Linked DNA regions of Mus musculus: all the other regions are linked to region 4. Evidence: chromatin contacts called from public HiChIP or PLAC-seq and promoter capture Hi-C data. All regions are on one chromosome and are shown on one strand. The core of a region is the stretch at or near the end of the contact, and the rest is flanking DNA. Distances in the headings are between cores, read along the strand shown. Region 1 holds the start of Atrx (ATRX, chromatin remodeler). Region 2 holds the start of Tlr13 (toll-like receptor 13). Region 3 holds the start of Cox7b (cytochrome c oxidase subunit 7B). Region 4 holds the start of Uprt (uracil phosphoribosyltransferase). Region 5 holds the start of Pgk1 (phosphoglycerate kinase 1).

Evidence for each region. Promoter capture Hi-C pulls out the DNA fragments that hold promoters and counts their contacts. HiChIP or PLAC-seq counts read pairs in DNA pulled down with a chosen protein or histone mark.
Region 1: a contact with region 4 is called in a promoter capture Hi-C map of cranial neural crest. The contact joins the promoter of Atrx here to the promoter of Uprt in region 4.
Region 2: an H3K27ac HiChIP or PLAC-seq map of bone marrow-derived dendritic cells shows a contact between it and region 4, with 6 times the contacts expected there. The contact joins the promoter of Tlr13 here to the promoter of Uprt in region 4. A contact is called at or near these places in 1 of 39 promoter capture datasets (liver) and 1 of 115 datasets of contacts at active chromatin or transcription factors (bone marrow-derived dendritic cells).
Region 3: a promoter capture Hi-C map of liver shows a contact between it and region 4, with 5 times the contacts expected there. The contact joins the promoter of Cox7b here to the promoter of Uprt in region 4. A contact is called at or near these places in 9 of 39 promoter capture datasets (the 3T3-L1 cell line, 3T3-L1-derived adipocytes, the C10 cell line and 5 more) and 1 of 9 other capture datasets (liver).
Region 5: a promoter capture Hi-C map of liver shows a contact between it and region 4, with 5 times the contacts expected there. The contact joins the promoter of Pgk1 here to the promoter of Uprt in region 4. A contact is called at or near these places in 2 of 39 promoter capture datasets (both in liver), 1 of 115 datasets of contacts at active chromatin or transcription factors (astrocytes) and 1 of 9 other capture datasets (liver).

What each region holds. Positions count from the first base shown.
Region 1 is chrX:105,925,939-105,932,008 of GRCm38.p6, reverse strand. Atrx (ATRX, chromatin remodeler) reads left to right here and starts at 2,637. Exons shown (of 35, transcript NM_009530.2): 1 at 2,637-2,909. The coding sequence starts at 2,890.
Region 2 is chrX:106,140,480-106,146,337 of GRCm38.p6, reverse strand. It overlaps Tlr13 (toll-like receptor 13), which reads right to left and starts at 3,063. Exons shown (of 3, transcript NM_205820.1): 1 at 3,017-3,063.
Region 3 is chrX:106,013,604-106,019,031 of GRCm38.p6, reverse strand. It overlaps Cox7b (cytochrome c oxidase subunit 7B), which reads right to left and starts at 3,332. Exons shown (of 3, transcript NM_025379.2): 1 at 3,162-3,332. The coding sequence starts at 3,201.
Region 4 is chrX:104,480,519-104,486,447 of GRCm38.p6, reverse strand. Uprt (uracil phosphoribosyltransferase) reads right to left here and starts at 3,645. Exons shown (of 7, transcript NM_001081189.3): 1 at 3,099-3,645. The coding sequence starts at 3,487.
Region 5 is chrX:106,184,647-106,190,771 of GRCm38.p6, reverse strand. It overlaps Pgk1 (phosphoglycerate kinase 1), which reads right to left and starts at 3,672. Exons shown (of 11, transcript NM_008828.3): 1 at 3,457-3,672. The coding sequence starts at 3,521.

The DNA.
Region 1 (6,070 bases), core at 1,388-3,887, 1.4 Mb before region 4:
ACAAGGTGGCAGGAACTGGAAACAACTGGTTACATCACATCTACAGTCAGGCGTAGAGAGAAATGAACTCATACTTGCATGCTTAATGCTCAGCTCCATTTTTTCATTCTTACGCAGTTGAGAGTCCACAGCCTTGGGAAATGTGTTAACCACAGTGGGAAGGTCTCCCTACCTCAGTTAATACAATCAAGATAATTCCCTACAGTCATCCTTAGAGGTCCTTCTCCCAGGTCATTGTGTCAAAGTGGTGGCAATTAAAACTAAACTTCCAGCTACATAGTGAGTTTGAGGCCAGTCTGGGCTACACAAAACCTTGTCCCAAAAACAAAACAAACAAACAAAATTCATTCAGATTAAAATAATAGATGAATTACTATTTTTTCCATAGTTGTGTCTGTTAGATAGCAAGGATATTTGTTGTGATGAAATAGATCTTTCAGGTTAACTTCATTTCTCAAGGAGGAAGAACATGGCTTCTGTAAATTGTGTTTAAGTAATATTTAATATATTAAACACAAAAGAAGAACATTATTGAACAACAGAAGATTGATTTCCACAGTTGGTAGTGGATCTTGAACATTTAAAAATTATTTGAAATGTTGCAAGTTTCTGTTCATCAAAAATGTATGCTATCCAAGAGAACTCTTTAAAATTGTGATGATGTTGACGTATATAGCTCTCCATACTTGATGGCTTCTGGGTGTGGGAGATGGCATCTGGGGGACAGGCTCAGTTTTCTTTAAAGGGCTGGCCACTGGGAGTTTGACCAGGCTATGGATAACACAAATTGGTCTTGTTTTCTTCTCCTCCTCCTCTTTCTCCTCCTCTTTCTCCTCCTCCTTCTCCTTCTCCTCCTCCTTCTGTTTCTTCTTCTTCTCCTCCTTCTCCTCCTCCTCCTCTTCCTCCTTCTTTTCCTCCTCCTCCTCCTCCCTTCCTTCTTCCAGGGAGGGCAGACTTGAGAGGACTAGGAAGTGAGTGCGATGGGGTTTCACAATGTCAAATTCCAAATAATCAATAGAAGTACTGTGAAAAGACATAAAAAAATGTATATTAGAGGCTGAAGAGACTGCTTAGTGATTATGGGCACTTGCTGTTCCCAGCACCTACATTGGGTAGGTCATACCTGCTTGTAACTCCAGTGCCAGGGGTCCAACATTCTCTTCTGCAGTGTGAGGACTTGTGTACATATATACATCCAGGCTCTCTCAAACATACATACAACATTTAAAAACCAAATCTTTATATGTTAGTTAGCCAGGTGTGATGGCATATGCCTTTAGTCTAAGTTCTCAGGTGGCAAAGGCAGTTGGATTTCTGAGCTGAAAGCCAGCCTGATCTACAGAGCAAGTTCCAGGAGAGCCAGGGCTGCACAGAGAAACTCTGTCTCGGAAACAAACAAACAAACAAACAAACAAAAACCTAGTCTGATTGTTGGAATGCATTGTTTGAAAAGAGACTCTTCTCTTGTCATTCTAGTCCAAAACTGCAACCCTGACATCTAAGCATGACCAAAACTGTTGCATATTTCAGGAAAAATAAACAGAATGAACAAAATAAAGGGAATGAACATGTGTTCCAGAATAAATGTGGGCACAAAGTTGGAAACTTCAAATTTAGAAAACTTATTTGTGATTTGCAGAGATTATGAATGAAAAATGAAATGAGGGGGAAACGATTTGGATCAGTTGGTAAGTGAGATATACCCCCAATCATATCAGATTGAACTAATGGCTGACCTGTGTGTGACAATTTCAAGATTGTTCAATATCAAAAGAATTAGATGTCAATGTCCAGTTGATCATATATATATAAATACCTGTAAGTATCCTTAAGTATGATGGGGTACACCTGTCTTCTAAGCACTTTGGGAGGCTGCAAGGACAGTCCAAGTTTGAGGCCAGCCTCATATACATGTTGAGTTGCAGCCTAGTCAGGACTGTATAGCTAGAATTTTTCTCATTCTCTTTCCACAAAAGGTAAAAATTCACACGTGTAAGCGTTGGCAAGCTGAATATTATAATGAAATATATAGAAGAAAAATTAAGAATATTATAAAATAGGAAAGAAAATATTTATATTTTGGGTGGCTATGGAGATTAATGATTAAGAGTGTGCATGTGGGGGAGGGGTTAGGACATAGCTCAATGATAGAGTATTTGCCTAACATGCACAAAGCCTTGGGTTTAAAACAGCATAAGAATGTATGTCCACCCTCCCCGCAAGGATGGATGTTTGGCTGAATGTGGAACTTGTGCATTGGTATCCTCACCCATTAAAATGTTAGGTCTGCCTACTTTGGATGGTTCAAGCATGAGATTAAGATAAAGGATCTGTGTAGTGGTCGACATATAGTAAATTCTCAATAAACGTAAATGGGGTGTCATTGTTTCACCAATTATGTGGAAGTAGAGAGGTTGGACCAAGAGCGCATTTTCAGGATAATGTCAAGATACATCCCTGACACTTTGAGGTCAGCAGTAACTGAACTGGACCCCACTAAGAAGAGGTGGAGGGGATCAAATGACGTCGACCGCCTTAGCAACAGGCTCCCAAAGAAGGTGAATTTCCGTAGCCAATAAGACACTGAGCTCTGGCAGAGGTAGCCAATAGATGACGGAAAGAGGAAGAGGGAGGACGCGCCAATTCTCCTGCCCAAGCCTCGGCCCAACAAAATGGCGTCGGCATAGGCCTTGCTTTGTTTCCGTGGCTCTTGCAGCAGCAGCAGCAGCAGCAGCAGCAGCGGTAGCGGACTCTGAGCTGGGAGGACGATCCAGCACTATCTGCGGTGACTACTAAGATCCCAGTACTTTTCGTTCAGCCACTGGCGCCGAGGAGCGCAGAACGGTACCCAAGGGGTTGCCAAGCCAAGCGGCCGTCCGAGCCAAAAACATGACCGCTGAGCCCATGAGGTAAAACGCAAGCCCTTGTCACGGGCCCCGGCGTTCTGCTCCCGGGCGCCTTCCACTCGAGTGGGGTGTTTGCAAAGACGTGCGCTAGGTGCCCTAGGCCCGCGCGCGGCTTCGCGGTCAGCGGCATCGTTTTCCCTCTAGGTGAGCGGGGCTGGGGGAGCGCGGTGGGAAGCCCCAGCTGGGGCTTGGGGTGTGTGTGTGTGTGTGTCTATGTGTGTATGTGTGTGTCTGTCTGTCTGTCTGTGTGTGTGTCGGTCGGGGGCGGCATGCGGCGCGCGCGTTGCCTTTCCCGCCTCCCGCCGCTGCGGAGCCGGGAGCCCCTGCTCGGCTCACGCCTCCGTGCCCGCGGCGTCGAGGCCTGGGGGCGGGGGGTGTCGCGGGCCACCGAACGCTTGCGGTCAGTCTTTCGAATCTCGGGGCCTAGCGACTGCGTGGGGAAGGAGGGGGGAGGGGGGGGGAGAAGGTGGATGGGGGAGGGGGAGGGGCGGAGGATGGGGAGGGGGAGGGGCGGCGGGAGGAAGTGAGATCCTGGAACTAGCGAACCCCAATGGTCGCCTCCACTGGAAGTCCTCCAGCTCTCCGCGGCTCCGAGAGGAGAGCCGAGCATTGGAGGTAGGAGGGCCGGGCCCGGAAGGTACCTCTAGAAGGTGCCTTTTCGCCCCCCGACTCCAGATCCTGGAGGGTTATCTTGGGGACCCCTGGGCGGCTGAGACGGAGAGCGGGCAGCCCAATGCGGGCTTTTGCTTTCTGAGAACAGCGGCCGACGACTTTGCAGGAGAAGTCCGGTTTTTGACGGGACATCGGTTGTTGTTACCCCCTGCGGTTTGGGACACGTTCCGTGAAGTAGTTAGATCGTGCTTTTATTTATTTGTTCCACGAGGCATGTGGAGCGGGTTAACGGGGATTCACCAGAAGATTTATTGCAAAGGTAGAAGAGAGCCCAGGCCCGATGTTAGCGATCAAATACGTTTACGATTCAGGCTGTTTTTCCACGCGTTTCTGATTTGCTTTTTGATTGTTTGGAGTAGTTAATCTGAAATGGATTCCGCTTTTATGCAGATACCTTGCTTTTTTAGGCAGTTTGATATTTGACCTTTTATCCCAAGATTGAATTCGGTGATTTTTCTTCTCGAATGAGATGCAAGCTTGGTGAATAGTGGCAAAACGAAATTATAGGTAGCGTGGATCATAATTGCATCTGTAATTGGCAAAATGTGCCGTTGGGTGACTAGGACATCATGGCTTTGAGCACTTTAGATTGTAGAATTTGAGAACGAGCCTATCCGATTATTTTCTACCTTAGCAAACAGTGCATCGATGCTCTCTTTACTTAGGGAAAATATACTTCAGTTCTGTTTGTTTGTTTGTTTGTTTGTTTTTCGAGACAGGGTTTCTCTGTGTAGCCCTGGCTGTCCTGGAACTCACTCTGTAGACCAGGCTGGCCTCGAATTAAGAAATCCGCCTGCCTCTGCCTCCCAAGTGCTGGGATTAAAGGCGTGCGCCACCACGCCCGGCTTATACTTCAGTTCTTAAAATACAGGCACTTAGTTGTGTAAAGATCATTGTCTTCCTTTATGAATTTGTGTTAACTGACCCAAGTAAAACAAATCTTTTTTTTTTTAAATGGAATATTGAGCAGTATTGGCTGGTTAATACCAGGCATTCATGCTCATTTACTTACAGTTCAGTATGACTTCTAGGTTTTACTTCATGTCTTAGTTGTCTGTATTTAAAACCATAGTTGCTTCTTTGTGGATGGTGAAGCTGGATACTGAAGGATTTGAAACCAGCCTGACTCAAAGCTAAAAATCTCCAAACAGAAAACAGGTGTTGCCTGTATCCTCTACCTATCAGGAGGCTGAGGAAGTTCAAGACCAGCCTGCTCAACATCGGATGGCTGTTGCAAAAGGAAAAATACATAGGTTGGATTTGGATTTTCATCCTTCCTTTCTTGCCTTCATTTTGAGATATGTAAACCAAACTGGCTTTGAACTGAAGGGTAATCACAAACGTCCCAGGGCTGGCATTACAGGTGGCACCATGCTGAGTTTTGCGAGGTTGGAGATTGAGCCCAGAACTCTTATATGTGTTAAGGAGGCATGCTTCCAACTGAGCTACCCTCCCTCCCCTTCTCTTTTCCATAATGGTGATCTTGTGCCTCTGTGCTAACTCACTACTCTCTAAGGCTGCAGTCTGCCCTCCTTTTGCATTTTATTTTGAAACAGTTTCACTAAATTGACCAGGTGAGAGAGAGAGAGAGAGAAAGAGAAAGAGAAAACAGACAGTCCTACCTACAGAGGTCAGCGTGTGCTCTTCCTTTCAGCACATGGGTGCAGGTGTTAGAACTCAGGTTCCCAGTCTTAGCAGCAAACAGGTTCTCCCTACCTACTGAGCCATCTTGCCAGTCCACGTGTATCTTTTTAAAGGTGTATCTTCCTTCTAATTATGTTTTTGTCTGTGTATTTACACGTGTGTGGGCTGGAGGAGATGTGTCTTTCTTACTTGTTCTGTTACTGTGAAGAGTCACCATGACCACAGCTACTCTGATTGAAACATATGATTGGCAGCTCGCTTGCCGTTTCAGAGGTTTAGTTCATTATCATCATGGCAGGGAACACTTCCGTTTCCTGGCTCCTTTCAGCTTTGCTGACTGCCTCACACTTTTCTCTCTTGGGCTGGTTCCATGCCTGGTCTTCAGCTTCCCTTTGAAGGTATCTCACAACTCTGGCATCTCCAACATATTGAGGTCTCTCTAGGTCTCCACATACGGGCACCCCTCCCACCAGGCGGCCTTCGGTGACTTCTGAGTCACAGAGGAGATTCCATAATCCCATTCGTGTCTCCAGAACCTCGTGGCCAATGCTGCCAAATTCTGCTGCTTGCTGGGGCTGGAACCCGGTCTCCCGCCTTCAGTTACATTTGCCTCAGCTTCCTGTTGTTCCTGGTTTCCTTCTCTGCTGCAGCAGAGGAAATGCAGTTGGGTGGAATGTCTCGCCCCGAGGACTCCCTTTAGCCTGGGGCTTGTCTTTAAACTTTGTATTTAGTATCTCTCTGAGCACTGAACGGCATTCCATTATACTCCCTGGCTCATCTTTTCCTTTGAAGCTGTACACTTGATGTTTCTCATTTTCCAGTTTGCTCCTTTTCATTACAGATCTGCA
Region 2 (5,858 bases), core at 1,814-4,313, 1.7 Mb before region 4:
TCTGGCCTTGTATATGTTTTCTATCCCATTCTTCCATGCCCTCTGGCTTTTTCTCCTAATCCATTTTTCCCCCAAAATAAACATTGTGCCAATGGGATTGTTCAATGGGTAAAGACATTTGCCGACAAGAGAAACATGATTCCTGAATCATATGGTGGAAAGTGAGACCTGACTCCTGCAAGTTGTACTCTGACTTTCATGCACGCACTGTGACATGCATGTGCCCATGCACTTAGGCACACTTATACATGGTACACACACAAATTGGAAAAAAAATAGAGATGGTGGTGGGGCAAAAATAAAAGCTGGGTATGGTGGCCCATGCTTTTAATCTCAGAGCCCCAGAGATAGAGGAAGGTGGATTTCTAGGAGAGCAAGGTGAAATTGACAGAGTGGGTCACCCAGAGGTAAATAATAAGACCGTGTCTCATAAGAAGGAGAGGGCACCGCAGAGGAGGGAGAGGAAGAGAGGCATCTCTGAGTGTTTAATTGTGGAGCTCGACCTCAGAAGGACAAGGAATAGAGCTGAGTTCCCCAACAGGCACAGTAGGTACAAAGTTTTTGGCATATATTTCTAGAGTTCCATAAATGTATCTTATTTCCTTTTAAAGTGTGTGTGTATGTGTGTGTTTTCATAGTGCCCCCAGAGAACAGAAGAGGGAATTGGATGCTCTGGAACTGGAGTTACATGAGTTGTGTGCACCCATTGTGGGTCCTGGGAACCGAACTAAAGTCCTATGAAGGAGCAACTAGTGCTCTTAATCACAGAGCCATCTCTCCAGCCCATTAGTTACTTTTTTTTTATTAGATATTTTCTTTATATACATTTAAATTTTCAAATGCCATCCCCAAAGTTCCCTATACCCTCCCTCTGCCCTGCTCCCCTACCCACCCACTTCTGCTTCTTGGCCCTGGCATTCCCCTGTACTGGGGCATATAAAGTTTGCAAGACCAATGGGCCTCTCTTCCCAGTGATGGCCCTTCTAGGACATTTTCTGCTACATATGCAGCTAGAGACACGAGCTCTAGGGGTACAGGTTAGTTCATATTGTTGTTCCACCTATAGGGTTGCAGACCCCTTCAGCTCCTTGGGTGCTCTCTCTAGCTTCTCCATTGGGGGCCCTGTGTTCCATCTTATAGATGACTGTGAACATCCACTTCTGTATTTGCCAGGCACTGGCATAGCCTCATATGAGACAGCTATAACAGGGTCTCTTCAGCAAAATCTTGCTGGCATATGCAATAATGTCTGGGTTTGGTGGCTAATTATGGGATGGATCCTCGGGTGGGGTAGTCTCTGGATAGTCCATCCTTTCATCTTAGCTTCAAACTTTGTCTCTGTAACTTCTTTCATGGGTATTTTGTTCTCTATTCTAAGGAGGAACGAAATATCCACCCATTGGTCTTCCCTCTTCTTGATTTTCTTGTGTTTTGCAAATTGTATCTTGGGTGTTCTATGTTTCTGAGCTAATATCCACTTATCAGTGAGTGCATATCTAATGACTTCTTTTGTGATTGGGTTACCCCACTAAGGATGATATCCTCCGGATACATCCATCTGTCCAAGAATTTCATAAATTCATTGTTTTTAATAGCTGTGTAAATGTACCACATTTTCTGTATCCATTCTTCTGTTGAGGGACATCTGGGTTCTTTCCAGCATCTGGCTATTATAAATAAGGCTGCTATGAACATAGTGGAGCATGTATTCTTATTACCAGTTGGAACTTCTGCCTGAAATTCTGCCCCATTCACATAACTGCTTGGTCTGGGCACCTCTGAAGTGTAGCAAAACCCTGTCAACGAGCACTAGAAAAATGGTGTCTGTAGCTCAGTTGGTAGAGTGCTTGCTTGCCTAGCGTGTGTGAAATCCTGGGTTCCATTCTCAGAACCAAATAATCCAGGCTTGGTGGCTCACACTTTTATTACCAGAACCTGGGAGGTAGAGGTGGGAGCTTCAGAAGTTGAAGATCACCCCGGACTACACATTGAGTTTGAGTACAGCCTGGCATCCTATGGGGGGTGAGTGGGGGGGAGAGGAGAGGAGAGGAGAGGAGAGGAGAGGAGAGGGGAGGGGAGGGGAGGGGAGGGGAGGGGAGGGGAGGGGAGGGGAGAGAGAGAGAGGGAGGGAGGGAGGGAGGGAGGGAGGGAGGGAGGGAGGGAGGGAGAGAGAGAGAGAGAGAGAGAGAGAGAGAGAGAGAGAGAACAAATCTGTAACCCTAGCATTCTGGAAGCTAAGGCAGGAAGCAAATTCTTGGCAAATCTGGGCTGTTGTGGCTAGACTCTGACTCAAAAATCAAAGAAGGCACTGTGGCCCATGCCTTTAATCTCAGTACTTTAAGGCACTGAAGGAAGAGGCAGGTGTATCTCAGTGAACTTGAGGCTGACCTGGTCTACATAGTCACTTCCTCGCTGCAGTCTATATAGTGAGACTCTGTCTTTAACAAATCAACAACAATAACCAAAAAAAAAAAAAAAAACAGACAAAGGAAAATTTACAATTTTAAAAAGCTTATAAAAATAATAAAAATAAATTTACATATACTACATTAGAAAGCTTATATGAAACATAAGAATACATTTTAAAGCACAGTAGTTCAAAGTGATCTTCAAAATCAAGCTAGTTTGAGGCCCACCTGGATTACATAGCACCCTGTCTCAATAATAACAATAATAATAAACAGCAACAACAACAACATTAAAAAGTATAAGTACCAGGGAACAGGGACTTTGCAATAATAAGAAAATAAATATCACTTCCCTTCGGTGCAATACTACTACTGTCTATGGTAGGAGTCATGAAGTGAGTTACATTGAATTAAAAAAAAAATCTTGAGCAGAAGTGGTGATGCTTGCTTGTAATCCCGGTACCCTTGAAGCCGAAGATCAGTGGTTCAAGAATAGAGCTGCAGGCAAGCTTGGGTTATATGAGATCTGTTTCAAACAAAAATTGGAATATTTCCATTGTTTGCTGTATACTGCTGAAATGCAATCAAGTCAAGAAAGCTCAACTTACCTCTCAGAAGCTCCTAGCACATAGTACAATTGTTCATCTTTGCTAAACAATGACATTCTGTTTTAGGTCTCTTAAAAAAACCCCGTGATGGTTGTTCTAAACTCTTAGGACATGAGACATTTCCTTCCTCTTCTCTTTTTTTTTTAGGCATGGCGAAAGAGGCGGGCAAGGAGGTGTACGTCAGATGTACCAAAGTCCTATTTGATGTGTATTGCAAAGTACAGTCTTGAAGGGAGCACTCACCTTCTGCCCACCATAGATCCCCTGAGTTACTTGCCGTGTAGGCTCATTTGGGGATGCTCAGCCAGATCATGTCTTGGTGTTGCAAACCATCCTGCCCCGTACCTGGCCCCATTCCTTAAGGTCCCAGTTGTGGTTAAACTGTGGGATCAGGATGGCTAACTCTGCTACCAGACCTTTGACTCTTCATCCACCACACATTTTGTTGCCTAATTGATTGGGTTCTATATTTACTTCATTTGGGGAAACACAATTTGATTACTTGCCTAAAACAGTGCTCCCCCCAAAAAAACCCTATGAGACTGTCTTAATTTGTTTTCTGTTGCTGTGATAAAACACTAACAGAAGGGACTAGGAGTGAGGCAGAAATATTCTTACAGGTAACAGTCTGTCATCAAGTCCCACCAAGGCAAGAAACTCAAAGGGAACCTAGAGGCAGGACCTGAAGCAGAGACTATGAAGGAACACTGTTTGCAGGGCTGCTCAGCCAGCTTTCTTACATAGCCCAGGCCCACTTGCCCAGAGATGCCAGCCCCCACAGTGGGTTTCAACAACTAACAATCAAGAAACTGCCATAGACATGGCAACCTAAAGGGAAGAAATTCCTCAACTGGGAGTCCCTCTTCCCAGGTATTTCTGGGTTTGTGTCAGGTTGACAAAACCCAACCAGTACAAAGACCAAATCCTCAAGTCACCACTCCATCAGGAGCTGATTTAAGAGAAGGAGAATCAGACTTCTCTAAAGATGACCCCCTTGATATTTTGTCTAATTTCAAGTGGTCAGCCCTAAGCACACTTACAAACAAGCAACACTAAGTAGACTTAAGCAGATGTTATGTGTGTAGTGGTTTGAATAAAAATGGCCCCCAAAAGCTCATGTATTTGAAAGCTTAGTCACCAGAGAGTGGCACTACTTGAGGATTAGGTGTGACCACTGGGGGTGGGCTTTGAAATTTCAGAAGCTCAAGCCAGGCCCACTGTGTCTTTTTCCCTGCTGCCTGCAGATCCAGACACAGAACTCCCAGCTCCTTCTCCTACATCATGTTTCCTGGCATGCTGAAACTCTAAGCCAGTCCTAATAAAGTGCTTTCGTTTATAAGAGTTGCTGCGGTCATGATGTCTCTTCATAGCAATAGAATATTGATTAGGATAATGTGCATATGTTTTAAAAAATGAAGTCATGCATTTGAGACTTATCATCGTGGCACATTCAGCACATAAGAGGTAGAGACCAGGAGAACTAAAACTTGAGGTCTTCCTTGGCTACATAAACAGTTTGAGAACAACCTAGGCTAGAAGGCTGGTGAGATGGCTCAGCAGGTAAAGGCACTTGTTACTTCATTTCCTGGTGGAAAGAGAAAAGTCACTCCTGCAAGGGCACCTTCCTCAGACACAAACAAATAAATAAATATAATTTTTTAATTTGGAAAAAAAAAACACTACTGACTTTAAAATGCTGTCATCGGATCACATCCTATTCTGCCTATGACCTATATTAAGAAGCTTCTAACTTGCTACTCCCACTGGTCCACTAAGGTCCAATCAATCTAGCATCACTGTTATCCGTCCGTCTGTATGCATAATCCAAGATGGTCCTCCTCTAGTGTACTCTGGTGGTTTGAATGGGAATAATCTCACATAAGCTCATGTGTTTGAATATGTAGTCCTCAGTTAGTGGAACTGTTTGTGAAGAATTTGAAGGTGTGGCCTTGTTGGAGGAGGTATATCACTGGGGTTAGGCTATGAAGTTCCAAAAGACTAGAGCCATTTCCAGTGTTTCAACCTCTGTCTCATGGCAATGTTTCAAGATATGAGCTCTCAACTACTACTCCAGCTCCATTCCTGCCTGCCTCCTGCCATGCTCCCTATCATGACAATCATGTACTCTAACCCTCTGAAACAGTAAGCCACAGTAACCCTTTCTTCTATAAGTTGCCTTGGTTATGATGTCTTATCACAGTAATAGAAAAGTAACTAAGACATCTACTCTCAGACCAACAACCAGACTGCATGTATGGATGGATGCTCTAGAAGGCAGAATAGAGCATTAGATTTCCTGGAGCTGGAGTTACAGGGAATTCTAAGCGATCTGGCACTGATACTGGGAACTGAATTTTTGCTGGAAGAACAGGAAGTGTTTTTAATCACTAAACCATCTCTTCAGCACCTCTTATCTTGTTTTTACTGAGACCTACAGCATTTAATTAATGTTGCTTGCATGAGCATGGTTAGGGGTTATATTTACTTGAGCAAAGGCAACTTACCAGTGCCTATATCATTGAGGTATATGACTCCCTTCTCCTACCAACTATTAATTGCCTATAATTCCTCAAGGACAGATGAACCCTTATGAACCCTAGCATTGTTTTAATTTGGGTTTTTTTTTTTATTACTAATTGTGCTACATTGTTTTCTGTTGCAGTGATAAACACCACAACTAAAAGCAACTTGGGAAAGAAAGGGTTTAATTAATTCTATACTTCCAGATCATAGCTTGTCATTGAGAGAAGTCGTGTTGGTATGTCTATGGAGCATTATTTTGATTGATAATTGATATGGGAGGATTCAGTCCACTGTAGGTGGTATCATCCCTAGGCTAGTG
Region 3 (5,428 bases), core at 2,083-4,582, 1.5 Mb before region 4:
AGATCCTGAGTTCAATTCCCAGCAACCACACGGTGGCTCACAACCATCTGTAATGGGATCTGATGCCCCCTGCTGGTGTGCCTGAGGACAGCTACAATGTACTTAACATACATAAAACAAATAAGTCTTTAAAAAAAGAAATAAGGGGCTGGTGAGATGGCTCAGCGGGTAAGAGCACTGACTGCTCTTCCAAAGGCCCTGAGTTCAAATCCCAGCAACCACATGGTGGCTCACAACCATCTGCAATGATATCCGATGCTCCGATGCCCTCTTCTGGTGTGTCTGAAGACAGCTACAGTGTACCTACATATAACAATAAATAAATCTTTAAAAAAAAAAAAAAAAAAAAAAGAAATAAAATGATAAAGTGACACGTGGACAGAAACATTTAAAAATACAATAAAATGTTGACACATGATGGTAAATGTTCTTCATACCAATTCTCATTTTTTTCTGCATTACTGAAAATTTTCACAGCAAAAATAAAAATCAAATGTTTATCACCTTAAAATTATGCCCCCAAGCTATGGTAAGCAGGATTTTAAAATAATTGGTAAAGAATGAGGTTTTTGATTATATAATAAGAGTATATAAGCAGGCAAGCACGTGGAAGGTAAAAGCAGGAGGATCAGGAGTCAGCCTACGGTGCATGACACCTTGTCTCAAAAAACAGAGTAGAAAAAATGTTATGATAGAGATTTTATCATCAGGTAATTTCTAGCCTAGAAGGGAGTATTATATGTGAAGACATGATCTCTGTTGTACAAGAAAGTAGAATTAACTCAGCATTTAGGCAAGTAGGATTTGTAGGTGGGTAGGGGTGCAGGGCAGAGGGAGGGTATAGGGAACTTTCAGGATAGCATTTGAAATGTGTATAAAGAAAATATCTAATAAAAATTAATTAATTAGAAAAAGAAAAATGGAATATCGACAGAGATAGATAGATCTACTGTACCAGAGAGCCAATCAAGTTTGGATGAAGAACAAGGTTATAAAGGTAGCTTATTAAGGAATAAAACTCGAAAAAAGTGGTAAATACCAAAAAGTCAATAGTTTTTCTCTTCAAATCTAGACACCACCACCTCATTATTTTAAAGGTCTTTACTGTGTGTCTTTTCTTAAAGATTTATTTATTATATGTAAGTACACTGTAGCTGTCTTCAGACACACCAGAAGAACGTATCAGATCTCATTACAGATGGTTGTGAGCTACCATGTGGTTGCTGGGATTTGAACTCAGGACCTTCTGAAGAGTAGTTGGTGTTCTTAACCGCTGAGCCACTTCGCCAGTCCCTGTTTTAAAGGTCTTTAAAGGTACTTACAGACACAGAGGAAAAAGCAATGTTGAATTGAGGTGCAGCGGTTCATAGCTGTTCTCTCAGTACTTGGGAGGGTAAGGTTGAAAACTATACTCAATTTTCATGCCAGGCTGGGCTGCAGGGTAAGACAAAACTGCTGTTCCCTCACTAATGTTTCAGGCTGGGGAGAGCCTGGATTCAGTGGCAGAGCTTTGGGTTCAAATTCTATCAAATCCTCTCTCACCCCCAAAACAAACACCACCACCACCACCACCACCAATGGTCTCTATGTGGTATAATCCTAATAATTCCTTAACCATTATATTAGCTGCTTTACTTACGGTTCCACTTTCACCTTTAACCAGCCACACCCAGGGAAATAAATGTAGCGGGATTGGTGTAGTGCTTGCCTAACATTCCCTAGACTTGATTGCTAACACTTCAGAAGCAAACACAATTAGGTCTATAAAGGTGGGAAGGACTTTGTCAAGCCCAGCACTTGGGAAATGGAGGCCAAGGATCAGGGGTTGAAGACATCCTTGGCTACAGATTAAAATGGCAGGCCAACCTAGTGTACCTGAGACCCTCCCTCAGAAAACAGCCACAGCCGGAATAAGCAAATTCATAAACATTCCATAATCAATTCTGCTCCAGAACATTTAAAAGGGTGAGTATGAGAAACAGAAACACAACAAAATAAACTAAAAAATCATCTTTTTGCCTGGTCTCCAGAGCAAGTTCCAGGACAGCCAGGCTACACAAAGAAACCCTGTCTCAAAAAAAAAAAAAAAATGATAAAAAAACTTTTCCTACAGTATTTTTAAAAGTCCCTAAGTCACTTAAAGATCAAAGAAATTGAGATTACCAAACAACTGTTGTTTCAACACTCTGATTTACCAAGTGATCTCCCCTCTATACCAAAATAAAATTAAAAACAAACAAACAAACAAAACCACCCAGTTTAGTGACCAGAGATTGGTTAATGGTCTTTGACATAGGTATTACTTACTAACCTCTGTTTTACAAAAACAAGTTTATAACGCTAAATCATTTGTCCAAAGTGAAAGAAATAATAAACACAGCTTGTAGCAGATGAAAGATCAGTTGGGCTTCTTTCTTTTTTTTTTTTTTCAATTATTCCCAAAGTACTTCAGTACTTAGAACACAGCATGTGATCTAAAGGTAAAATAAAACTAAATCCATGGCTAGAAAAGCAAGTAAGTATTGTGTAAGGTCACCTTCATTCACATTACTGAAGGTCACCTTCAGGGTAAAGCAATTACAAAAATGAATTTTTTTCTTTCCAGTCCAGTGTATTTTCCATATATACTGCTAGTCTCAAGTTTCCACGTACTTGCCTAACTTTAAAGCAGGAAAAAAAAATGACCATGATTGTTTTCGCTATAGTTAATATTCCGTTAATAATCTACAGATGACTTCTTCAAAGCTGCCAGGCTTAAGGTTTTCAACCCCTTGCTATGAATCCAGATGCGGTAGATTTAGTTTCCTACCACCGTTATTGTAGGAGATCAGTTCTTCTACGTAAATACACTCCCAGAGCTAAAATTTAGATCATCGCTAAAAGAGCAAGGTGTCCGCCAAAGCGTTCTTCCTGGAAATCATAGGTCTCTGAAGAAAGAGAATGCATAACGAGGTTAGGAACACAAGGACAGGATGATAAAGCCACTGTCACAGCTACCTCTGTTATGGCTAGCTTCCCTTCCCAGTGACTGGAGACCACGCAGGGGACCATGCACCTAGAATTAAAACCCGCAGGATTTGGGGCGGAGGAAGAGGGCAGAAGAGCACGAGGACAGCCGGATCCCGGGTGTTGTAAAGAACTCGCCCACATTATCTGCTCACCTTGGAGACGGCTTAGTGCGTTTTTGGCTAAGGGCAACATCGCGGAGACGAAGATGGAACTGCGGCGACTATGCTGCTGCCTTGGTGCAAATTCACCCCAGCTACCCTTGCAAAGCGTCCTGAAAAACAAAATGGCTTTCAGCAGGGAGCCCAAATGAGAATTGGTGAGATGTCGCGAGATTTAGGGGTTGACCTATAGAAATTGTCATCCTAGTTCCTGCGAGGAAATAGGAAGGTCTTTGGGAAATGTAGTTTCAAGCTTGATGGCTTCCATAAAGTAGTATTTACTAAGCAGGGAGGTTAACTCTTTGGACAAAGGTTTCGGACTCTACAAAGGAGAGCTGAGACACCGACCTTACATAAGGCACCAGCATCAAAATGGTGCTAAAACTCCAGAGGATTGGATCTAGTGTCTCACTTCCAATTACAGTCCCTTCAAATTTTTCACATTCTGTCTCCTATTACCTACATTAATTGGTTTTACCTTTATTGGTTTTTTTTTTTGGAATTTTTGTGGGGGAGTTGAGACACGGCCTCTCTATTTAGTCCTGGCTGACCAGGAACTCTCTATGTAGACCAAGCTGGCCTGGAACTCACAGAAAAAGTCCTGCCTTTGCCTCCCAAGTGCTGGGAGATCAATTGACCTTTTTCCCCTAAGGATTCCAGTTCATGTGCATCTGGCAAGAATACTATATATGTATCTTCTTAAGAAACTCTGTGTAGGGCTGGTGAGATGGCTCAGTGGGTAAGAGCACCCGACTGCTCTTCCAAAGGTCCAGAGTTCAAATCCCAGCAACCACATGGTGGCTCACAACCATCCTTAATGAGATCTGATGCCCTCTTCTGGTGTGTCTGAAGACAGCTACAGTGTACTTACATATAATAAATAATAAATAAAAAAAAAAAAAAAAAAAAAGAAACTCTGTGTAAGCCAGGTCTCCCTATGTAACCCAGACTGGCTAGAACTTACTATGTAGCCCAGACTGGCCTAGAATTTGCAATTCTTTTGCCTTAGCTTCTCTAGTGTCATGATTAGATAAATAATGTACAAATCAAACTCTGCTTTTTAGAGCATCCTATCAAAAGGTATAGGATCTTAGCATGTCCCATTCAGTAATAGTATGAACTTAATCATTTAATCCAAGCACTGCATACCAGATTTCTACACTTTAAAGTCACCGCTTTCCCTTTGTAATTAAAAAAAAAAAGTATCTTGAGTGGAAAGGAGGGATGTGTGCAAAAAAAAAAAAAAAAAGGTAACTCCAATGCATAATGACTATCCTATTCTGCATAAGCTTCTATCCACTATGTTTTGTATCCATTGGTAATTCTTTACCACACTGTGTCTGTATGACCACTGCAGTTCATATGCCTAAAGCAACCTGAGTGAGCATAAAACAGAGATACTCAAACCACCATGCTTATTTGGTATGCTTGTTTATTTTTTAAGATTTATTTATTTATTATATGTAAATACACTGTAGCTGTCTTCAGACACACGGGAAGAGGGCATCAGATCCCCATTACAGATGGTTGTGAGCCACCATGTGGTTGCTGGGACTTGAACTCAGGACCTCTGGAAGAGCAGTCAGTGTTCTTAACTGCTGAGTCATCTCTCCAGCCCCTTGTTTGTTATTTTTGTGTTTGTTTCTTGGAGACTAGATTTCATCCTGTAGTAGAGGCTAGCTTGGAATTTACTATGGAGCCACTCCTGGCCTCAATCTCCTGGCAAGCTGCCTGCTTCAGTTTCCCAAGATGATAGGTGTGAGCTGACATACCTAATAATTTAACCATTTAAAAATTTTTCTTTTTAAATTTTGAGGTAAGCTCACACCAAGTGGCTCATATGGGCCGTTAACTCACTCTAAAGTAGAGAGACAGGCATTGAACTTGTAATCCTCCTACCCCAGCTTCCCAAGTAGGAGTTAAACTGACCTATGAGGCCCAGCTTAATTTTTTCATATCCTACTTTCTCCTCTCCTTTGAAACAGGGACTCGCCATGTAACCTATGTGGGCCTCAAAGTTGGGATTTTCCCACTCTAGTCTCCCAAGTGCAGGGATTACAGGAGTATGCCACCACATGTGGCTATTGCTTTCTCTGTGTGTCTCTCTCTGTCTGTCTCTCTTCTGCTCTCTTCTCATCTGTCTTTTTGTTTATTTTGTTTTGTTTTGTCTTGTTTTGCTTTGTTTTGTTTGAGACAGGGTCTCTTGTAGCTCAAGGAGGAACTCCCTATGCAGCCTAGACTGGCATTAATCCCTGATATCC
Region 4 (5,929 bases), core at 2,396-4,895:
GCATATAAGCAAATATTCGCGGCAGCCTTATTCATAATAACTAAAGAGCAAAAAATACCCAAATATTCATTAGCCATTGGATGTATTAATAAACTGCAGCAAATCTATATAATAAATTATCATTCAGCCACACAAAGGAGTGAATTCTGAAAACATCACACTAAAAGAAACTGGCCAAAACAGCAACAATCACACAATCTTATTCATATGTGAAGTCTTGAAAAGTTGTTCTCAGGGTTTGACAGTAAAATGGATTTAACCACAGGCTGGGGAGAAGAGGGGAGGAGAAGGAGGTAGAAAGGTTGATCAAGGAGTACTGACTTAAAGTTAGATAGGAGCAAGAAGCTTTGTTATACTATTGCATAGTAGGTTAACTACAGATACTGTGTTACACATTTCAAAAATCGAGAAGAAAGTATTTAGAAAGCCTTTACCATAAAGAATTAACAAGTGCTTAGAGAAAGAAATTTATTTAACCCGATTTAATCATTATGTGATACTCCATTGATGTGTTTTTCTATTGGTTAAATAAATGTAAGAGCTAGGGAAATGGCTCAGTTAGTGAACTGCTTGCATGCAGGCATAAGAACTTGAGTTCCGGTTCCCAGCACCTACCCACATAAAAGGCTGGGTTGATGCACATCTTTAATCCTAGCTCTGAGGAGACAGAAATGGAAAGATGCTTGAAGTTTGTTAGCCAACTAGTCTTACTGAATTGGTGTGCTCTAGGTTCAATAAGAGACCCTGTCTCAACAAAAGAGATGGCAGTTATCAAATCAAGGCTGCTATGTTCAAAAGGCAGTAGTAGATGCATGCATGTGAGAGTGTACAGGTGTATAGTGATGGGGGAGATATCAGATGTCTATTTCGCTCTATATTCCACACACATACGTACATGCATGAATACTTATACCCACACAAACATGAACACATACATATACCACAAACACACAGAAAAAATATCCAGAATAGGCAAACTAATGGAACTCTAAAGTAAACTAATTTTTGCCTAGGGCTTGAGGGGGTGTTAGGTAAATGTGGACTGACTACCTGTGAGGTCTCTTGTTGAGGGGATGACTATGTTCTAAAAGTGACTGTGGTAGGTGAAGAACATACAGAAAACCATTAAATTATACTTTAAAATGTCTCAATTGTATATGAAAGTTCTGTCTCAATAAAAATGTTCTTTTATTTGCAGTGCTTGGAATCAAATCCAAGGTCTTATGTCTATAATGCAAGAATCCCTCCAACAAAGATATTTTTTAAATAACCATTACCATGGACAAATAAAATTTACTAGAAATTCACTGAGACCCCAAAATTCATCTACAAGTGTAATAGATCCAAGAACCAAAGTTAGTCAATTCCAAGAATTATCAAATTTTCTTTATTTCACAGATGTCTTACTTCAGTTGTCCCAACAACTACCAAAACTATGCCTCATCTTTTTTAAGCCTCTATGCCATTAGATCATGTGATCATAGTTTTCAATACTGATTCTTTATAAGCAAATAGTACAGTTTCATAAATATAAGCTTAAGAGCTAGGTCCAGGCATAGCAGTGCACCCCGCATAACTCAAGCATTCAGGAAGCTAAGGCAGGAGGGTCAAACACTTCAGGCCAGACCGGGCTATACAGTAAAACTCCACAAAAGGTAGAAATAACCTTTAATGATGGAGCTCTATTACTTGCAATGAATAGCTGTAAACCTAATAAGCAAGGTCCATACACAAGTAATAATATTTAAAATAGAAAGGAAACCTTCCATTTAAAAAACGGTCAGGGAAAATCAGCCAGGAAGAATGAGTTTAGCCTTGAAAAAACAGGAGTTGACCATTAATAAAAAGGGATGTGGGGAATTCTAAATGAAAGCAGAAACAAGGAACCAAAGGGGGCTAAGCATGCCCAAATTGGTTCCAAATGAAGGCTGCTGAGATGGCAGTTATCAAATCAAGGCTGCTATGTTCAAAAGGCAGTTGTAGATGCATGCATGTGAGAGTCAGGAAAACTGCAGTACGGAAGCACTGGAGCCCACTACAAGAGTATGAAGAAACGGTTGCCAAATCGTATTTATTTTAGGGCATTTTTAAATGTCAAGACATGCTAGAAATACAGTGGTCTTAAATGAGCCGTAGCTGCTCATTTAAAGCTGCCAATAGGAGCCAGGTATGGTCTCAGGTCCAGTAGTTCCACCTACTTGGGAGGTTGACTTGTGCCTTGGAGTTTGAGGCCAAAGTTTGAGCAGCAATTTAGGAAAACCCTGTCTGATTAAAAAGAAGAAAAGAAGAGACAAGAGAAGGGAAGGGAAGGGAAGGGAAGGGAAGGGAAGGGAAGGGAAGGGAAGGGAAGGGAAGGGAAGGGAAGGGAAAAGAAAGAGAAAGAAAAAAAGGAAAGATGGCAGCTATATTTCACTGTGGTACATAGCTATCCAAGAAAATCCATATTCCAAAATATTTTAACTTTTCAAGTTCTTGCTATACTGATTTGTGGGATTAGGAGGATCCAACTTGTTCTTAGGTTACCTTTGCTGTTAACTACATTCTGTAAGTTTTCAGTAAAACTGTCTTGATAAGAGTGGAATCATAAACTTTCTGGCAACCAGGTAAAGCTGAACTCCCAATCAGTAAACAAAATGGCAAACTGCAGGAGCAAATGCTGTTGAGTCAGAGGGCTGGCGGAGCACATCATTTCCCTTGAAATTGCTTTAGTTTTGTGAGCTTGGGCTGTCGGGGTGTTAATAACCACAGGCAGTAACCATTCCTGGGTTATACATTTACCACGTGGTCGGGAACTGAGCAGATGGCATAGGGGTGTGTACCTGCCTGGCACAGTAGAGGATTGGTCATGTTTAAGACAGACAAAGAGGCCGGAAGAGGCTGAAGGCTACCTAAAAGGTTTCCTTCCTAAACAAAGCAATGTTAACCGCAGCAACTAAGAAGGGGCCACAGAAGTGTCTCACTGACTCCCTCCCTACTCACAGGCCAAAGAAAGAGGCCTGGCTCTAATCCCCAAAGACCAGTGTGCCAAATGCAAACAGAAGCTTTTTACTTTCACCCTGCAGCCCTCCGCTCCCTTTTCCCTTCCGCTCTAAGCTTACTTGTCCCGGATGATAGTCTGAAGCTCCCGGATCTGATCATTCATAGGCAGCAACTTAAGCTGAGCCCCAATCTGTCGGGAGAGTTCACAGTCCCCTAGCAGGGAGTCGCCGCCGACAGGTGCATCGTAGTTGCCACTGTCACTACTGTCACTGTGGTTCTCAGAGTGAAGATTAGTGCTGCAGCAGGCCGGAGAGTCCCGCTCCGAAAGCACGCTAGAATGGGCGTGCCCAGGGAGGAGAGTCAGCTTAGCCATAGCAGCGTTATTTTCCTCTGCATGATCCAGGACCCGGTCCTCGGCTAGCAGATGCTCGGGACTTGGGCTAGAAGTAGAGTTTACTTGCCGATTGTGACAGGGCATGGAGTCCGGACGCTGTAACTCCGAGGCCATACACGGGGCCCCCGAGCTATCCCCGCTGCTATCAAACCCTAGGGATAAAGGGCAAGAAGAAAAGGATGCGGACACGTGCGTCCTCCTGGCCCCTGGCTCCTCCAAATCTCTAACCCTGGCTGCCCTCTCACCCCTAGGCCTCTACGGTCCTTTCGCACGCTTTGCCCATACCCGCCCACACCAGACGCACTGCCGGCTTAGACACCTTATTGGCCCATCTCTCTGCCAGTCTACAGCATGCTGGTTTGTTAACTCTTTTAAGTCTTTCCTGCTTGAGAGATTATCACAGTTGCTTGGCAGAGGTGGCTAAACCAGAGATATCCCTGGTTGCTGAGTCCTCAGAAAACCCCTAGGACTTCTTGCAATCAGAACTTTGGTAGAGCCAAGAAAAGATACGGGTGGATTACACATGTAAGGCACTGTTTTCTAACTTTCTGTCTTGGCAAAGAAAACATACTTGGGTAGTTGGCTGCATCTTCAAGCTAATGGCTTATCTGTGTAACAGAAGAAGCAAAGTAAGAACAGCTAGCAGGCTGGCCTTTCTAGACTCTTCTACAAGATGTCATTTCGTGTGTGTGTGTGTGTGTGTGTGTGTGTGTGTGTGTGTGTGTGTGTGTGTTTGTGTGTGTGTGTATACAAATGTAAGGAATTTATTGAGCTTTCTGAATTTAAGATGACAAACAACAGCTTTTTTTTTCTTTCTGTATTGTTTTATTTTTATTAAGGCTTTTTTGTTTTGTTTTGTTTTGTTTTTTGTTTTTTGAGACAGGGTTTCTCTGTATCGCCCTGGCTGTCCTGGAACTCACTCTGTAGACCAGGTTGGCCTCGAACTCAGAAATCCGACTGCCTCTGCCTCCCGAGTGGGATTAAAGGCGTGTGCCACCACACCCGGCTTATTAAGGCTTTTTTATTAGATATTTTCTTCATTTACATTTCAAATGCTATCCCCAAAGTCCCCTATACCCTCCCCTTGCCCTGCTCCCCAACCCACCCACACCTGCTTCCTGGCCCTGGTATTCCCCTGTACTGGCAAGATGCCATTTCTTAAGTACGCTTGACCACTAAAATTTTTCTTACTGATACTGGTTGGGCACTGAATTGCACATGTTACTATGGCATAATTTTCATTACACTGTTTGTTCTCCCAAACAATACTTGGAAGGATGGCTTTTAAAAATGTTTAGGTACCCACCAAGAAAGTCTAGAATAATAATTTGCAAATGTCCATTGTATCAGAAAAATTGTAGAGCTTGTTACGATGCAGAGTTTTAACTTGACATGAAGGCACACATCTGTAATCCCCACACTTTGAAGGCTGACATGGAAGGATCAAGAGTTCAAAGCTAGCCTGAGTTATAAAGCAAGCTCTAGTCTCAAAAATAATTAAAATAAGCAATATTTGTTTGTGTCCTACTTCCAAGTCTATACATCACTATTTATCATTATAGTGTAGACATTTTAATGTCACTGCACAATCCCCACACTTTCGAAAGGTTGTACAGTCTTTTCACTTAACACATAATGCAAATTAAAGGGTCTCTGGGCTTAAAACTTGTATCTGTTAACTTCAAGTAGGCCAGAACAAATGTCTGTTTTGTCAATGAATACTCTTGAGGAATCCAATGAAGCCCAGTATTGTATCATGACCAAAGATAACCCAGCTCCAAAACTGTCCATTGTTTCATCATCCTGTGACCCTGTTTTCAATGCCATAGAACAATAAATTGAAACAGCACAAATGTCAGTCTGTCTTCTGTATTCGTATACTTTCTTTTTTTGTTTTTGTTTGTTTTGTTGTTGTTGTTGTTGTTGTTGTTTTGGTTTTTTTGAGACAGGGTTTCTGTGTAGCCCTGGCTATCCTGGAACTCACTTTGTAGACCAGGCTGGCCTCGAACTCAGAAATCTGCCTGCCTCTGCCTCCCAAGTGCTGGGATTAAAGGCATGCGCCACCACGCCCGGTTGTATACTTTCTTATATTAACCAATAAGCATTAGCTGGTTTATATTTTAGGTTCAGAAAAGATAAAAATTTACTAATGACTAATCAGAATAACACATTTAGTGTTGTGTTTTATAATTTATAAAGAAGTTATGAAGCATTCTCTTATTTGAAAAGTCAAGGTGGGAAAAAGCCAGGCATGGTAGCATATGCCTATAATCCCAGCACTCAAGGTGTTGTGAAAGAAGATCACCAAGGTTAGTCTGGGATAGACACACACACACACACACATACACACAGATACTCGTGTAAGAACCCTGTCATACAAAATCAAAATCAAATAGTTGTCCAAGATTGATTGTACATCCCAAAAGGATTAAAGCTAACACAGAAACCCGTCTTTCAAGTCTAAATCTCACCTTTACCCATACCTAAAGATATATGAAATCATTCAGTTAATGAAATACCGATTTCATCTTTTCTATTTGCCAGGGTGTCAAAACA
Region 5 (6,125 bases), core at 2,423-4,922, 1.7 Mb before region 4:
TCTAAGCCAGGTGTGGTGGCGCACACCTTTAATCTTGGGAGGCAGAGGCAGGTGGATTTCTGAGTTCGAGGCCAGCCTGTTCTACAAAGTGAGCTCCAGGACAGCCAGGGCTATACAGAGAAACCCTGTCTCGAAAAGAAAGATAAGAAAGAAAGAAAGAAAGAAAGAAAGAAAGAAAGAAAGAAAGAAAAAAGAAATGCACTCTAGTTGGTTTCAGGCACTTAAGGCACCCTCTTTAAATATCCTGAGCAGGCCCTTGCCAGCCTTAAAGTGCAGACCACAGCAGATCCAATATCCCATTACCAGGACTGAGTTCCCCCTCTTGCAGCCTCCTAGAGAAGATAATAGACAAAAGGGTTAACTGCACAGGGTGGATAGTGCTGCTTCCTGCACCCAGAACCTTACAAGAAGGAATGAATGCCTTTGGGCTAAAATATCCAACCATCTGTGGCTTCTATCCAAGCTGTGATGACATCAGCTTACCGATGAAAACTGGATTAGTTCTCACTGACCTCTTGATTGCCTTTGACCTTCACTCTCTCCTAGACTTACAACTCGGCCTTTAGCTTCTCTCCTGAAGACTCCAAAGCAGGAACAACGTTCCTTACACAAATCACTTGTTCACTTGGGGGTGGGGAACGTGGTGTATACACACACACATATATACATATATACTGAGCATACATACATCTAAATACGTATATACTGGGAAAAACTGAGTTTCTGTGCAGTCTTTGCAATCTTTTACAACTCCATAATTACTCCAAAATAAAACTTTTTCAAAGCAGAATGGTGGTGGCTACAGCACACCCCGCAGGAGGCAGAGGCAAGAGTTCCAGGCCAACTTGGTGAGTTCCAGGACTTCAAAAACACAAAGCAAAGAAACAAAACAAAAACTTTATATAGAGAACATTAAATTAGAATATCACGTCTTTGTTGAAATCTCGAGATTCCAGGCCCTGTTCTACTAAAACTATGGGAAGGAACCATGCCCACCACTGCCTTGTGGACTGATTGCTAAAGTCTGCTAGTACGATGGTGTCTGCTCTCCGTTTTCCTCTTCCCACCAGAGCTGTTGCTTCGAAAGTCCCAAAAGAAAACCAGTGAGGTTGAGGGAAGAAAACGTACAAGAAAGAGAAGTGCCAGCAAGCAAAGGATGACTAGGGACCTATGGGTGAAAAGGAAATGACATGACAAAAATCAGCAGGAAATGTACTCACAGAGCCTTGTAAAATCAACTAGAGTGAGGCGGAACCTGTTGGTGTTTCTGGCTTATTTTAAAGTTTCTCCAAAAGGAACTGGGGTGACTCAGTGGTAGGGTGCTCAGGCACAAGGTGGCTAGTGTTAGATTCCCCAACACAATGAAAACTAATAAAAGTTACCAACAACAAATCAACTTCCCTTGCCAACTTAAAGCAAGGGACTAGTCAGAAAACAAGAGCACCCTTCTACAGGGCAGAAAGGAGGTGAGTGAACGGGCCCAGGATGCAGGAGGCCCCATTTCTGAAGCACTGCCAGCAACTACCACAAAAGGCACTGAAACAAAAAAGGTATTGAGCTCACCCAGGCATGGCTGCCTAGACTCCTCACAGAAGCCTACAAGGCAACTCCCCATGCAAGATGCATTAATCTGGAAACCAAGCAACTTCACCACTGTGGCCTAAATACCAACCAAGTACAATGTATCCATATTATACAGGACTGCAAACTCGACAGATAAAGTCTATCCCAACCTGTTCCTGAGTCAGGCTCAAGGAGCTAAAGAGACCCAAATCCTAGTCCTGCCTCTGCTACATTCTCTAGACCTCAATAACCTTCACAGCGCCCTTTTCCATCAGCCAAAGGAGGCCAGCCAGTCTTTTCCAGGCTTAAAGGTTAACCTGGGTTAAATGAAGCTTGATTTGGGGCAAAAGAGAACTGTTGCCTCCTGTCTCACCCTCAACCGGAGTTAATTCCTTTAAGATAGTTTCTCTGTAGAAAATAGCATAAAATCCCAAACTGCCATCCCACAAAAGTGACCAGCACAATGGCCCACTGTCTTGTCTTTGAGCAGCTGCATGCATCTGAAAAGGTCAGCCTCAAGCCAGTAGTGCCTGTCTCCCTCACAGGATGAATCTTTTGTCCTTAGAACAGAATGAAAAGTTAGCTAGAACCTGCCCTTTATCTATGATTAGGGTGGCTGGGATTTCTGCTCCATCCTGATTATTCTATCCCATTTGGGGTAACATTAAGTGTTTTGCATGAACATAATACAGTGGGTTGGTTCTGGATATCAGCCCAGGAAGAGAAGGCCACCTACCAATATTGGCTACGATAAAATAAGTGCCTGTACAGAAGCCAGAGAACCTCTGTTCCCTTACATGTGTTAGTATCTAAAGGATGCCCTCACTTGAACTGGCCCAAATCTTCAAAGGGACCAGGATTACTGCCAATCAGTCATCCACTTCCAAAGAAGGTCAAGCAGGCAGAGTAGTCAGTCACTGCGACCATCAATGGCCCTTAAAAATTCCCATCCTTGGGTCCTATAGTTGTTACATGAACAACCAGGCCCATCAGTTATGTATCTAACCATCATCCTTGACTCCTGGCAAAAAAAAAAAAGTATACATTATGAAAGGCAAAAAGGAGAAGACGCATACACCCTAGTAATTCTTTCAGGTAAGGGAGAAGCCAAGTTAAGTCAGTGACCTGGGACCCACATGTGCCACGTGCGTGGGAGCCTTCCTCAGTTCTGACATCCTGCTTCTCTAGCCACCTCTCGAGTGAGGTTACAGGCCTCCAACTCCCGGCGGCCACACCCTGCATGTGTCACAATCCTGATGCAAACCCCAGGGCCAGGAGTCCAACCGCAAGGTAGGGCAGCAGAGGCCTGTTATATAAGCCATACAGAGCTTCATCCAGTGGGCCTCACCCTCCCACCCACAATTCTTTGGGGAGAGGGACCTCCACTCGAGAGGACTTTGAGCAACATCTTTTGGGAAAGAAATCATTTGTACCAGGACCAATGAAACGTGGGCGGTTTCGGATTCGTCACGGATGGTCCAAGAATCTTGGGGGAAGGGAAACTAGCTAAATGACCTTTCAAGGTCCCTCAGCAGGGGCCTAGAGATTTGCAGGATAAGTACTACGTCCATTCTCGCTACAAGAGATGAAACTGCACTTCAGAAATGGGAAAAAGATTGAGTCCTGAGAATCTGAGCCCTTTATCAGTGGGATCAACTCCCTAAAGGACACATTTGGTCGCTTTTTAAGCTAGAAGCAGTTAGGACGCAGAAAAGCAAACTCAGACACAGTCTCCGCCCCAATGAGGTGAGAGGAACAGCCTTAACCTCCAAACCCAGGACCCCCAAGACCCAGCTGAAAAATAAGTGCAACTTAAGGTGATGGGAAAACCGTGCTTGCCACGGCCAGAGAGAATGTGGCCCCGAGGGCTTGAGGGCAGCAGTACGGAATTACCTCATCACGACCCGCTTCCCCTTCACGTCCAGCTTGTCCAAAGTCAGCTTGTTGGAAAGCGACATTTTGGCAACACCGTGAGGTCGAAAGGCCCGGAGATGAGGAAGAGGAGAACAGCGCGGCAGACGTGCGCTTTTGAAGCGTGCAGAATGCCGGGCCTCCGGAGGACCTTCGGGCGCCCGCCCCGCCCCTGAGCCCGCCCCTGAGCCCGCCCCCGGACCCACCCCTTCCCAGCCTCTGAGCCCAGAAAGCGAAGGAGCAAAGCTGCTATTGGCCGCTGCCCCAAAGGCCTACCCGCTTCCATTGCTCAGCGGTGCTGTCCATCTGCACGAGACTAGTGAGACGTGCTACTTCCATTTGTCACGTCCTGCACGACGCGAGCTGCGGGGCGGGGGGGAACTTCCTGACTAGGGGAGGAGTAGAAGGTGGCGCGAAGGGGCCACCAAAGAACGGAGCCGGTTGGCGCCTACCGGTGGATGTGGAATGTGTGCGAGGCCAGAGGCCACTTGTGTAGCGCCAAGTGCCCAGCGGGGCTGCTAAAGCGCATGCTCCAGACTGCCTTGGGAAAAGCGCCTCCCCTACCCGGTAGAATTCCCAGGCGCCTTTTCTAGACCTTTGCAAATGTCATCCCCTTTTGGAATCCTCTGCTTTCTCAGCTCCCAAATGGAAGTCTACATAAGGTCTTACTTAGTAATCGAAACCTCTCAGAAGTTAAAAAAGGACCAGGCCTTCCCCTCCCCCCTTTTATAATAAAAAGTACAATGTAATTGCTGTGGTTACATTATTCATAATGACGAATACATATAGCATGTGTCATGCTAACTAACAATGCTCATAAAATTCCTAAGTACGTTCTGTTATTAAAGATGAAGTAACTGATAGACAAAGATTTAGTGTCTTATCAAGACTGCAAAGCATCTAAGTGATCATTTCAATCCTGGGCCACTGTGATTTCGACTGCTTTGGGAGTGTAGCTCAGTGGTAAAATGCGGGCCAGAGGCCGTGGATCCAATCTCCAGCACTGTTTAAAAACAAAAACAAAACTTTAAATCTCTACTGACACTCATTTGGGCTAAGGACGGTGCTCAGTGGTAAAGTGCTTGCCTGACGGTCTGAGACAGGACAACTAGTTAGGAAATTGAAGGGCACATGAGAAATGGAAGCCCTTGTTCACTCTCCTGGTTTTTTCTTTCCACCTCTCTCACTGGCAGATATCCAGGAGTGACTGGCCAAAGCACCTCTGGAAGTTACTATATTATGTGAAGTAACTCAGAAAGACAATACCATGTGTTTTCTATCCTATGCAGCTTTTTATATAAGCATATACATGGAGAGGAGAGACAGGTCCAGGAAAGGGAAACAGTTTTAAGAGAACAGAGGACGGAAAAAGAACTGGGTAACAGGAGCCACGTGACATGGAAGAGACAAAGGACTGCAGGAATGCTGAGAGCCCCCATGGTTATCCAATAGCAGTAGTGCAGTCTGAAATCGGATACATACAAGCGACTTTACACAGACTGAGAAGGCTGTCCTTACATATTTAAGTACACACACACACACACACACACACACACACACACACACACACACGAAAAAAAAGCCATAAATTTTGAGGTCTGCACCTTTCCCTGCTAACTGATCTCACTGACCCTACATTTTGTCTTTCTGTTTTATTAACAAGCTAACTCTCCACTCTGAATCCTGGTGAGATTCTTTTCCACGGTGGATGGCAAGGTCTCTGGGCGCATGAAAGCATCCTACCTGCCCAGGTTCTGAAGGAGACTCCGTAGTGCCAGCAATACTGAACTGAATGCCCTAATGCCAGCTACAGATCTCTACATATAACTACCTTTTAATTTGTGTTTATCCTTGCGTGTGGGGTTTTTTGCCTGCATGTATGTCTGTGTTTAAGATAAACATTTGTTTTTGCCAATCCTTTCCAACTTTTCTTCCTTTTCAACCTTACTGGGAAACAACTCCTGGAAGTTATTTCCAAATGATTCTCTGGACTTCCTACCATTTAGTAGCATTCCATTCTGGCTCAGTTATCATTGTAATGAGTCAAACTGTCCTTAGATAAGGTAGAACTACAATATTGACTGTCAAAGGGGAAACTATGCAAACATAGAGTGTGACTCCCTAACTTAATGATTCTTCCCAGTTATTAAGCACTTGCTGTTTGCCAGGCACTGGTGAGGGCTGAATATACATGACTCACTACTCTGCATAAGAACTTTATAGCCGGGCATGGTGGCGCACGCCTTTAATCCCAGCACTTGAGAGGCAGAGGCAGGTGGATTTCTGACTTTGAGGCCAGCCTGGTCTACAGAGTGAGTTCCAGGACAGGCAGGGCTATACAGAGAAACCCTGTCTTGAAAACCAAAAAAAAAAAAAAAAAAAAAAAAAAAAGAAAGAAAGAAAGAAAAGAAAAGAAAAGAACTTTATGAAGTAAGTATTATATCTTAAACACAAGAACACTGAAGATTATAAAGATTGGGAAGCTTTTTCCACTACTGGCCTAAAATGACAAAGAAAAGCAGCCAACAATGAGACAACAGAAAAACCTGAAAAATAGAAAAATCTACAATTATACACGTGAGGCAGGGTAAATATGGACCAGATCCCTGGGGTGTTATAACAATGTTAGAGACACAGTTTTTCTCCTGACA